Linked DNA regions of Zea mays: regions 2 and 3 are each linked to region 1. Evidence: chromatin contacts called from public Hi-C data. All regions are on one chromosome and are shown on one strand. Each heading gives the region's core, a stretch centred on a gene start, on an enhancer-like site or on the middle of the called end of the contact. The rest is flanking DNA. Distances are from core to core; before and after follow the strand shown. Region 1 holds the start of LOC100276165. Region 2 holds the start of LOC100285271 (RNA pseudouridine synthase 4 mitochondrial). Region 3 holds the start of LOC103632375.

Region 1 (4,196 bases), core at 556-3,055:
ATGGTGTGCATACGCATCTAGAAGAACATTATTAAGATAGCATAAACTTCATGGCTGAGGACCAAAGAAAAAAGATAAATATAAATCAAGATAAAAAGGAAAGTAAATTAAGATGGCTAGAATTTATTAAAATTTAAATGAGTGCTAGAAATACGTTAATTACTCTGTATGACTAAAGCAATGGAGACCAAACACATGACACTGTGCGGACTTAACCCCACTGTTCTTGCTTTCCTTATAGAAAAATGCACCATTCACTAAACCAATAAATTACCATGCAACCAGATTGCAGAGTGCCATTATGGTTCTCTCAGATGAATTCAAAATTCAAAGCGAGTGCTGTGCGATAAATTGTAATTAAACACATTAGACATTACCATTGATATCCAATGGTGGGCATTTGATTGTTCCCAAAATGGATTCCTAAAGTTCACATGGCACTGATGCATGAACAGAGGCAAAATGTTTGGATATCCCTATGATACTCTAAAAATGGCAATATGTTTGGACCTCCCTTGATACTCCAAGAAAAAAGGCAACAGTTTGGGTTTGGGAACACAGCACAAACTTTGCAATGCCTATTCCAGTTCAGTTCAATCCACGTGGGTTGAACCCCTCCCATGTCCAAACTCCAAAACCACGCGTGGCTTGGAGTGGACTGGAGTGCAGCTAAATAAGATGCGGAAAGAAATCACATCTCTTTGCTCCTGAGTAATCAAACTATCGAGTTCTAGTACTTGCTTACATGCAATTCAATTCTCTCTAGTAACAGGAGATTAAAATACGAGTAAAGGCCTTCTAGCAGTTGTTTGCATGCAAATCAATTCTCTCTAGTAACTGAGGAGCGTAATATATGGCCTGTTTGATACACATGGACATAAATAGTTACTAGCTGGCTAAAAATTAGCTCAAATTTGCTTTGGTTGGCTAACAACTAGTTAAAGACAGCTAAAAAAATAGCCATTCGCCCAATGCATTAGAGCTAATTTGAGCTAAAATTAACTAGCTAGCTAACAGTTGGTTCATGGAATCCAAACATGTTCATGTTAGAAACACAAGTGCAGATATTGCAGGATTGATTTTGAATTGGGGGGAGGAAGCCAAAATAAAGAAGAAGCTGACGTTGTGCATCCATTGAAGATGGCGAGGTCGTTGACGGCGCTGAGCACGAGACCTCCAGCAAGGCTGATGGCCCCGATCGATACGACCCCCCGTGGCAGTGACCTCTTGCGGCTTTCACTGGAGTCGCTTCCGAACGAGCTGAAGCCAAAGTTGGCATGACGCAGACAATAAGACGAGAGATCTCGTGTCAGTTAGGGCATGGAATTTTGAAGGGAAGATTTGAAGATACAATTCTACCGGTAGAGAAGACGGCCGGTAAAGGCTACTGAAACTCGCGACTGAGAGATCCCGGTGAGCTTTCTCGTCGCCGCCGCCGCCGCCCATCTCCACGGCATTTCACTTCTCCCCGCCGACGGAGAAGAGGATGGAAGCACGGAGAAAATAAAGAAGCCCAGCAAATTGCATCATTAATGGGCCTCAGCCTGGTATGGTCCGGTCCAAACCTGAATCACACTACTTATCTCCGCTGCACCTTCCGCGCCTGCCGGTTGCTGCTGCTCCAATCTGTCAGTGGTCGCCCGCGCTACCCCTCAGCCCAACCTGCTTTGCTGCCTCCTCGCGCTGCGTCCACGGCCGCTTCGATCTCTTCTCCTCCCCATCCTCCTCTACACTGATGCGACGCCGCTTCGACGCTAGGTGATGCTGATGACGTCGACGACGTCAAAACTCAGTTATAAGATTGTTGCCAGCAGTTCACCGGTCACCAAAACATTATTTTGCATTCACATAATATAGGGCATGTTTGGTTTCTTTAATCTAGGAACTAAAGTTTAGTCGCTACCATGTTTAGTTTTAGAGGCTAAAAATAGTAAGAATATACTAAATAACTCATAAGAAGATTAAAATGACCTTTAACATTCTCCTGCTATTAGTACAATTGAACTAAATGAGGATTAAATGTGAAATTAATATGGTTTATTCCCTTTTAGCACATATGTAAAGGACTAAAAACTAAATCATTTTAGTCCATATTTTAGTTCTAGTGTTTGGCAAAAAAGGAATAAATGAGACTAAAAACTAGAGACTAATCTTTAGTCCCTCTAACCAAACACCCCCATAGTTTAAATATGAGTATAATAATAGATAAGCTGCAGCATATATGACCTATTTGGCACATCTTATTTTCAGCGTCTTCATATATTTAAACAGAAGGTGTGCTAAATAGAACGCTTTGCAACAACTTATCAGTTCAGGTGCTTTACAGAATGAACTAAAAACAGTCAACAAACAAAACCTTTTCAGATGAGTTGCTTTCCAACAAGCAACAATTGTGCTAAACATAGTCTACGAGAGTGTTCGGTCATCTGATTAAAGTTTAGATCGTATCACGTCAAATATTTAAATATTAATTATGAGTATTAAATATAGACTTAATTAAATTTAATAGATTCGTCTCATCTTTTAATCTCTATATATGTAATTAGTTTTATAATTAGAGTATATTTAATACATTTAATTATCATTTAAAAAATCCGATATGATAGGGACTAAACTTTAGTTGGGTGGGACTGAAAATCTCTCTTAACTAAACTTTTGTCGTTTTCGCTTAATGACCTATTGTCTGTCGCTATGTGACCATATCATCCTTCGCTTTTCCTCGGTCCTTCTCTCCCAACCAAGTGCTCTTCTCAAGATGCTCTCTGTCAAGCGCTCCTCTGTATCTAGATGTGTTGTTCACTCACTTCTTTTGGCCTAGGATGCATCGTGATGTTGAGCGCTACGTCTCTTGTTGTACCACGTGCAACAAAGCTAAATCCTGACTTAACCCACATGGTCTTTATATACCACTTCATGTTCCTAGTGCACCTCCGGAGGATATTTTTATGGATTTTGTTTTGGGCTTGCCTAGAACAAAGAGGGGGAGTGATAATGTTTTTTGTGGTTATCAATCGTTTCTCCTAGATGGTACATTTTATATCTTTAGAAGCCTTCAAGTGTCATGTAGATTTTCAGGAAACTACACGCCACTACCACCCCTTGGCGTAACACGGCACCGAAGAGGAGTAAACCAACCGCTCAGGCGCATTATTACGTCCTGTCGCGTTAAGTTACTATTTTGAGACAATACAATGTATTGTAACACCCTAAATTTGTGGTATAAAATTTCTTCTCTAGTACCTACCAAATTCAGGTCTTACAACTCTCCTCCTCTCTATAGTTTCCTTTTTCTCTTCCTTTTATTAGAGGGTTGGTTAATTTATTTGGATATGTATTAATACTTCGGTAGACTAAACCCTAGGGAGACATGAATTGTTGCATCATGTTGAGTTTAAACTTTGATCTTTGTTTGATGCATATGCTTGAAATGTTTAAATTTGAGTTTGTGGCTTGGTTGGATTTGAATTCCAAGAGAAAATAAAAAGAAAAGATATTAGAAATTCAGAATAAAAAAAAGCAAAAGCAGCCCGCAACCTCCTCTCCCCTCAGCCTTTCGGCCCATTAGGCTCAGCTTGCCCCACGCGCGCCCGCGCCCCTCCTCTCTCTACCAGCTCGATCCCACCTATGGGGGCCAACTCCCACACCCGCGCGCGCTTCCCCGCTTTGTGCTGTGGACCCATCTGAAAGGGAAATGGTCTTAACCATTTTCTATAATTGATTTTGGTGCTTGACAACCAACACAAATCTTATGGACTAACTAGATTGCCTAGTTGATCATTTTTCAGGTGCATAAGTTATCTACATCAATTCTAAGTCGACTGACCGAAATACCATAGATTATTCCCGACAGGAGAAGCTTTTTGGAAATACACCTTTGTGCGGACCGTCCGGGCCCTTCCGACGGACAATCCGTAACACCAGGGTGAGCCTCGGACAGGAACTATGCAAATCACATGTTTACACTGCGGACTGTCCAAAGGAAAAGAGAGCACCGTCCGGGACCAAGCTCGGATCGTCTGGCCTCAGGCGCGGACCGTCCGTCCATTGTAAAACCATAAAAAACCCGAAGGTGACGGGTTCGGTAAAATGCATTTTTAGTGTCCTCGCGGACCGTTCAGGATGCACGGCCAGCCTGTCCACGACTTCTTTATTTGTCATCTGACGACACATTTAATGCACTATAGCCGTTGATATAG
Region 2 (4,196 bases), core at 1,059-3,558, 490 kb before region 1:
ATAGATTCAGACCTTGTAGATTTCAAGGTCACGTAGAAAATCAATCTCATTCTTGTTACCAAATTTCTTGGTCTTCTCGGTAACAGAAGATTCTTGAATGTTAACAGGTAGAAAGAGAATATCACCAGGCACAAGTTCATCTTTTGCTGAAACCTTTGAAGCAGTTAAAACAAGGTCACATACTGCAAGAGAGGACTCAGTTACTAGAAAAATATTGTGCTCTATAACCTCATTATACTAGAACTGAAAACTGCCTCACTTTATAATGCCATTGGCCGTTCTTCATCCATGCCAATCTTTTCCTTGGCATTAAACCAATCACTACATCAGAACATAGTGCATGTATGCAGGATGCAGTATAAGGGAACAAGGCTTAGGGATATGGGTTGATAAAATATGGTTCCATGAAAAAAATACTGGAGGCACAAAGTCGCAGGAATAAAAAGGAGAAAACAATGTGAAAGATTTTGTGGCTCCACAAACTTCCCCAAATAACAAAGAAAATACTGATAATTGCTAAAATTTAAATAAAAGTATCTGAAAAAGTTACGTGTTACACTGAAACTTTGCTACTAATATCATGGTCAGTGATTGATATTGTGCTGTCCAAATTATAAATCATGACGACAAGTTACCAAGTTCCTCTTTTAAGTCATAGTACCATGCCAAGATAGGTCATAATTGAAGAGAACAAGGATATGATGATTGACTAATCAATTGTTTCACTAACATGTGTCCCCATGAACCAAATGCCCATGATACATCAAGTGTCAAATTATCAAGTGCAAATGATAAGAGTGCAAAGTCCACAAAATTCAATGCTTGGCAAAGCAACTCTGTTTATACCAACCCAAAAGAACAAGGATCTGTTTAGCAATGTGGTGGCCTTTTCAGAAGTACTTATTCCTTTCTAGATCTGCCAGTGACAATCGGTTATAAGCATCTTTTTAGGATCCGTAACAGAAAATTAGCGTGTAGGGAACACAGATTGCTGCACCTTAATCACTTTGTTTTAAGATGATAAAACATTTTAAGAAATCACTGCAGAAGCACACCCCTTAAATTATACTTAACTCAGATAACAGATTTATTTTATTTCAAACAATATCAAACTTTCATATTTTCTTATAACTGTGCATATGCCAGCAATGTATGATGTATCCCAATTTCCAAACTAGACATATGATACAAAAAATGCTATGTAAAAGCATATAAGTGAAAATTAGAACTCAGAATGTCAGGTATTTCTGATTTATTCGTCATTCATTACCCTTCTCAACCGGAGTTGCAGAGTAATACTGTCTGTTGAAGAGGTATCAGCAGTCACCAGATTCTTCTTCACCTGCAACAGTGAATAGACATGAAAATAAATATCTTCTTACAGGAGGAAAACTGTTATTATATGGAGCACAACTCAAGAGATAAAAGAGAAATACTATAACAGTTGTTCAAAAGTAAGGGGGGGGGGGGATTGGATTTCCCAAAAAGAACTTTTATAAATCATAAAATAAATATTTTTACATGTAATTTTTATCATGGAAAGTAAAACACGAAAATAGAATGCTAAACTACTGCATTTACCCTCATTACTTTTGGAATTATATTCCCTACAAAATTGTATGCTCTAGAATGTTCTTTAACAAAGAAAATAATGCAAACAACTTGAAGTACCTCACGCTTACAAAAAAAAAAATCACTAATACAGATCTGCATGAGGTCAAATTTTGCATCCGATGCGGGAGGGGTTCCAGTATGTACACACGCTCATCCATACCCATCCACACAAAAATAGATTATTTTTTTGCACATCCTTACAGTAAAAGTAGAAATCCATCACTGTCCATGAGGACCAGGCAAAAAGCTAATCATGGACGATCACAAGACAAACATGAATCTTTATCATGTTTAAATTTCTAAGCTACGCGGAGTAACTGAGGGAGGAGGATACACAGTGGAGCATTTGATCGAGAACGTGGCGCGCGCACCTTGCGGAGGCGGAACAGCTTCTGGACCAGCGACGCTGGTACGTGTGGGCAGCAGTGTCGGACCCACCTGATAGCCGTGGCATTGGAGCATGCTCCTTCCCCACCATCTCCCCGAGAGATAGCTCGAGCGGTGGCGTTGGCGTCGAGTGGTGCGAAGGGAGGAAGCTCCACCCACCGCTTCTTGTTCTCCTCCCCACCGGCAATGTGACCGTTATCTTCTGGAATAACGTGCTCCACTGCGGTGGATAGACCAGCGAGGTACTGTTGTATCGGCTTTGGAGCTGCGGCGGCCGCCCGGCGGCGGAAGATGAGCGCCGGCATCCTGATCGCCATCGAGCCTCTCTCGGCCTTTCCAGCCCACTCCCGCTTTTTGTAGCCGTTGGATCACGAAAACGAGCCGGAAGACGGAAGAGGAAAATTCATGTTCATTCACGTAGATGGGCTGGGTTTGGGCCTATAGCCAAACAAACCAACGTTTCTGAACGCATGGCACAAACATAATTGTACAACGTTCTTAGCTTGCAACGGCACATTCTCTCTTCTCTTCTCTTCTCTTCTCTTGCTAGGTTTCTTTTACTAGGTGAGCCGTTGCAAGTTGCAACGAAACAACAACATTGCCACATCAACCACCAGCAACATGCAGACTTCTATATATGATAGTACAATATTCATACATTGTGACGATACATAAATTTTTTTATAAAATGTTAAGACTATATAGAACAAAACAAACAATACAATGTCGTAAGAGTTCCATTAAATAATGTACACACAGTAACAAATATGTCACCATATGAAACGAAGAAAATGCAAAAAATCTATTCATGTAACCCACCACAATAGAGCCACATATAAATGTTCATGAGTTTAGTAAATGTATGAATGAGCCTAAAATTCTGATTGAGATCCTTGGGTGGTGAAAAATTTCATTCTTCTGTCATTGCTTCCTTACCACAAGTTAGGACACCGATTGATTCCCATTCTAACGTGCAAACAATATCCTACACAAAATCCATAACATTATTAACATTATCAATAAATAAGAAAAAACTGTTCACTTAAGTAGGTGAAGTCAAGGGCTTACAGAGGGTTCCGAGGACCTATGTGGCAGAGTAGTGTGAATCATAAAATTTAAGTGTTCGATCCTTTCTCCTTTGCTTTAACTTCAAGTGTATTCCAATTTCCTGATCAATAAGAATTCTGAATATCAGTACTATTGAAGTGCATTAACTGATAAACATATGTGTTACTATTGAAGTTGTTGTATTGAAATATAAGAATTTAGAGTTTGGATTATGTATACTCACTTGATACATCGTTTGGTTATGTGCATTGCAAGCCTCCATAAATTCGCGTTGTTGTCTCATTCCTCACGGATCCTCATAATCTCCAACTCCTGCTCGTTCGATCGATGAGAGCACGAGCTACGGGAAGACAAACCCGTCCTCTGAGATCTCACTGACGACGAGTCAATGAATCCGTTGAAGAGTGTGTATCTATAAGTGATTCAAAAATTGTGATTACTGCATGATCAATTTAGTATCAACCATGTAATTTCATAAGTTAGAGCTTACCGTCCATGCGCTTTCCCCCACCACTTGAGTACACCACCGAGGGATCCACCGGTTCATGTCATCAGTCGAAGTCAGGGCCATAGCACCGAACCATCTTCTCCTCATATACCGCCTATACATCATTCACAAACTTATAAATGCAGAAATTTCTATACTTTGAATGTTTGTAATTTTGGGCCAAAACTCACCAGCCGATCCGTGGTCGTCTGGCTGCAGAGCTAGTCAGGGTTGTTAGGGTCTGGTCCTTTGTGGCCCTCCTGGTAGACCTCAATGTCACTAGGCTTTTGGCCACACGTAGCTTCCTATATAAACAAAAAACATCCATAAGCGATCGTACTATTTGGTGATCAACATAGCTAGATCAAACTTATTATTCTTTTAGCTTTTCGGAGCATGTCGTTGCCGCCAAACTTGTGGTTAGGATTGGTTCCTCGACATTTCCTGTGATGCGCCGATGCTTTCTAGAAGCCTTCGGAAGCCCAATGTCGACACCAAGCATAGTACGCATCAGGCACGGGTGCCATCCATGAAACCATCACCTGCACACATAATGTTACGTATTATATCAATCATAACAATTAATAAAAAGGGTAAAACAAATTGAATACTAACCTCACGATATTGATCCTCAGTCAAA
Region 3 (4,196 bases), core at 1,259-3,758, 300 kb before region 1:
CTTTGACCTAGTTGTTCCTACCCTCTCCAAGAAACTCCTGAGGCCACCAAATCCTAATCTTGTCCATCAAAAAAATTAATGCCCAACTTTAATATTTACTGTTGTTTAGCACTGCTTATTTAATGAACACACTTTACTATTGTGTAGCCCACTGTACTGCTTGTTTATTATTTCAAAAGTTCTATTATATCATCGTGTTTCTTTTGAATGAGCAGTAGGAAAGTTGTGTACCGCCCAACAGTGGTCTATTATATCATCGTGTTTCTAGCTAGCTAAAGACCTAAACTTGGTATGATTTGCACAAATAGAGAACATTCTGAATGTTTTAGCCAGCCCTAATTGATATATGCTTGTACATGACCTTTTGCTTATGATATATTCAAAGTCTGTAAATTAGTTAACATATCATATTTATTGTTGTTTAGCACTTCTTATTTAATGAGCAGCACACTTTACTGCTTATTTATCATTTCAAAGTTCTATTATGTCATTGGGTTTCTTTAGACGGAGTAGTTGTGGTGTCTTGTGCAGCAACCTGGAGCAAAATAGTCTATTCACCAACACTCATCTGTATTTCTTGCCTTCATTTGTTTAAATCTTTCATAAAAGCTGCAACTGTTGATTGGAAATTAATTAATATAATGTTGTTTCCTATGGCAATTGTGCAGGTCATGTGTGACCTGGTAGGTGTGGTTGCCACCTTGTTGGAGACTCTCTTCAATTGGTGACATTTTCTTTTGGAGCCCAAGTTCCTCGTCCAAGGCATGACTGGGCATGGCATTTTGGTGACATGAGAAGAACACATGCTGCTAGTCTTGATGTAGATTTCTATATGCCTTATTTGATATGGAGACACTTAGATTTTTCCCTGCTTGCATGTTTCAGAACACATGTTGATACTTGTTTCAGTTTGAGAAAACTAGGGACACCATTCAGTTTCAGAATTTAAAGAAGTGTATTTCAGTTTTAGGATTCAAAATGCTAGGGACACTTCACTCAGCATTGAATTCAAGTGGCCGAACTTGCATCTTCTTATTCGTTTGTGATTGAATTCAAGTTTTGCACTTTATTGCATATGGCAGGGACTTGCATCTTGGCTCTTCGTTTGTGCAGTCATATTCGGACTTGCATGTTTCAGAACACATGCTGCGACTTGTTGTTTATGAATTCTGTTGCAAATGGCAGGGATTAACCAAATAAACGTTTTGGGGGCAGGGATTAAACCATAAAGGGATTCAACCCCCAAGGGGATTAAGTGAAGGGAGGGATCCACTCAATCCCTCCATGGATTAGATCCACTTGGAGATTCAATCCCTTGTAGACGAACATTCCCTTAGTTGGCAGGGGTACAAGGTTAAAGCAATAAGCAATATGAAACCATAAAAGGTATTTTACACAATGGAGAACTAAAAGAAATTTTTCACAGTTCATATGCACATAGTGGTGCCGTAACAAGCCTTGTGTTCCTTGGGACCGGGCATCAACACTCAAATTACAGAAGTATAAGCAAAGTCTGTCTGTCAGAAACTTTCTCCTTTGCTTGGAGTGGAAAGCAAGGATAGAAGCCACTTTGCTCTGATTAACCTAGAGCCATAGACTGTAGAGAAAATACTAATGGAAGCCTAGGGGCCATTATGTGTTGGCTTTGCTTTCCACATCTCAGAAAGGGACCTGAGAGACAGAGTCCAGTGGTTTTACGGCAACTCCAATTGAAACTGGAACAAATATTGACTCTTCCAGTCTTCCCTCGCGGTGTCTGATTGGGCTCATTATTCAGCGATAGATACAAGAACGCGATTTCCAGATGGGTGATGGTTACTGCAACACCAATCCCGGCCCTCCTTTAATGGGGCGCTCAACGATATTGAGACAAAAAAAAAACCAATGCCTTACCATAATGCAATCAATCTAGTAAGCTAGTCATACCCAACCAACCGATCCTTGTTGCGATGCTAACAATTCGGTCCGGAACAACAGAGCACAAAGTAACAAAGAATTAACTCTCGACTGCAAGAGACAAGAAGATCAAGAACAGGCAGCGGGAATGACGTACGTACGGTGTGCTCGGTGCACGGGTAACCCTGCGGCAGGAGCAGCTGCTGGCAGAGGCCACCGGCCCCCGCGCGCGGGGAGACGCGGCGTAGCGCGTCTGTGGGCGGGGATGCGCGGGCTCCACCGGCTAGGAGGCAGAGGAACACGAGGAGGAGGAGCTGGGGCGCCGCAAGCGCTTTTCCTGGGCGCACCATGTCCGCCGTTGTTTGCTTTACTCCCCCTCTGACCAAGAGCGGGGGGGTTCGGATTTAGATGCACCCGTCCGACCAGACGCAACCCAAGTGCATGCATACCCGATATTTCTACTCCGGCAAGACATGAAAGTACCCGAACAATGCTAGAAAATAGAAGTCCAAAATACAATTTGACATAAAAAATAGTCCAAACCAATATGGTTCCAATGATCGTATTATGTCGTGCCTTAAATTTAGTCATAATGAATAGCACAACCACATATACCGTTTTTATACCAGCACAACACGAAATGCTTAGCTCTCTACTACTCATTAAGCCTCTATTGTAAACGTTCACATTCAGCACGGTTCTGCATGCTCGCCCCGCGGCAACCGCCCCCGCCTGTCTCCCGCAATCGTCGCTCTCTCCCGCAATCCGCGTCCAGATCCCGCGTCCGTGACATCCTCCGCCCTGGATCGCCGCGCTAGGCTCTCTCCGCGTCCGCCCTCTCCATGGAGTTGTGCCCCCGTGTGCCCTCGCGCGAGCGACCTCTCCCCTGGTGCACCATGCCCCGCCCGCCCTGCTCTCCGTCGCGCCCTTCCAGGGATCCTCCATCGCCGCTCCCGCCATCATCGCGCCCGCGCTCCATCGATGGAAGGTGTCGCCCCGCCATCCTCGCCTCGCTCCCCGCGACACGCGGCGCCAGGTACTACTCCGCCTTCTCGACCTCGGCCTCCGCGGTGCCCGCCTGGCCTGCTGCGGTAACCGTTGCCATGCTCGAAGCGGATCCAGCACCCCATCCCAACATCTTCCTAAAATCCTCGGATCTGCCCCCTTCCTCCGCAGCTTGTGTCGCATCTTCTATCTATTCACCAGCAAGGTACCTGGCACAGAACCCAGCCGAATCCTAGAACCCAGCCGGATCCTAGAAATTTCCCATTGGCATCTGGTGACCGTATCCGGTGGTTGGGCGTCAGACGCAGCGGGGCGGTACCGGTGCTTGGAGTTGGACCACCCGTGCAAGGCACCGTGGTGCGACGGGCCGCTCGGCGCGCTGGAGAGCAACGGGTGGGTGTACTCGGCGCACTGCTCCTTCAAGCTCTTTGTGGCCGATGCGTCGTGGTGGTGCCTTGACGGGAAGTGGCTCTTCTTCTGGGGCGACTCTAACCACGTCGACACCATCCGGAACCTCCTCACCTTCGTCCTCGGCATCACGGACACGTCTGCTGTGACACGCCAGTTTGATGCAGTGTTCACCAATCCCATTGGTGGGGCAGGGACTCTAAGGATCACAAGCATCTTCAACGGCCACTGGAACATGAGCATGAACTATCTCGGCTTGCATTCCCTCCGGAACAGAGGTTTCCGGCAGCTCATCCGGTCCTACTTCATGTCCGGTGATCGTGTTCCAGACGTCATGGTCCTGAACTCTCGCCTGCACGATGGCTGCTACTGGACCAGCGTCCGCATCTACGCGCAGGCTGCGGATTTCGCAGCACAGTTCTGGTCCGGAGTCATGGACAAAGTCCGGGCTCGTGGGCATGCAGTGCCCAGGGTGTTCTACCGGACGCAGATGCCTCAGGTGATATCTAGAGATCCGTGTGTACTTTAAACCCGCTAAATAGTACTAAGCATAGGCAGATTGCGTAGAAATCCCTACCCACTAACAATCTGCCTATAGGGTGGTATAGATGCAGGGAAAAACCACGCGACTCCCTTCACGGAATTGAGAGATGAAGCTGGTGTCACATACTCACATCCGCAGGGATGGGTCACGTTGCAGACACTTCCTAATGAAGTCCTTGTAGTGCTGCGAAAGGTAATCAGGTATTGGAAGAACTTCCTTGCTGTTCCCAATCTTGAACATAGCAGAAATCTGTTGGCAAATAAAAGGGAAACATTCTTGAATCGTAATTATGATTAAGTTACTAATTAAAAGAAGTCTATGTAATGGCACATCTTATTTGTGC

Evidence for each region. A called contact is a pair of places that touch in the nucleus more often than the background predicts.
Region 2: a contact with region 1 is called in a Hi-C map of leaf, with 4 times the contacts expected there. The contact joins the promoter of LOC100285271 here to the promoter of LOC100276165 in region 1. A contact is called at or near these places in 3 of 25 Hi-C or Micro-C datasets (ear, endosperm and leaf).
Region 3: a contact with region 1 is called in a Hi-C map of leaf, with 5 times the contacts expected there. The contact joins the promoter of LOC103632375 here to the promoter of LOC100276165 in region 1. A contact is called at or near these places in 2 of 25 Hi-C or Micro-C datasets (ear and leaf).

Annotation. Positions count from the first base shown.
Region 1 is chr7:53,614,967-53,619,162 of Zm-B73-REFERENCE-NAM-5.0, forward strand. It overlaps LOC100276165, which reads right to left and starts at 1,806. Exons shown (of 4, transcript NM_001374097.1): 1 at 1,360-1,806; 2 at 1,123-1,260. The coding sequence starts at 1,457.
Region 2 is chr7:53,121,994-53,126,189 of Zm-B73-REFERENCE-NAM-5.0, forward strand. LOC100285271 (RNA pseudouridine synthase 4 mitochondrial) reads right to left here and starts at 2,309. Exons shown (of 10, transcript NM_001367216.1): 1 at 1,986-2,309; 2 at 1,271-1,342; 3 at 13-153. The coding sequence starts at 2,306.
Region 3 is chr7:53,314,706-53,318,901 of Zm-B73-REFERENCE-NAM-5.0, forward strand. LOC103632375 reads left to right here and starts at 2,509. Exons shown (of 11, transcript XR_004851434.1): 1 at 2,509-3,808; 2 at 3,908-4,045. It overlaps LOC100273980 (Triacylglycerol lipase 1), which reads right to left and starts at 2,310. Exons shown (of 9, transcript NM_001360522.1): 1 at 2,058-2,310. The coding sequence starts at 2,246.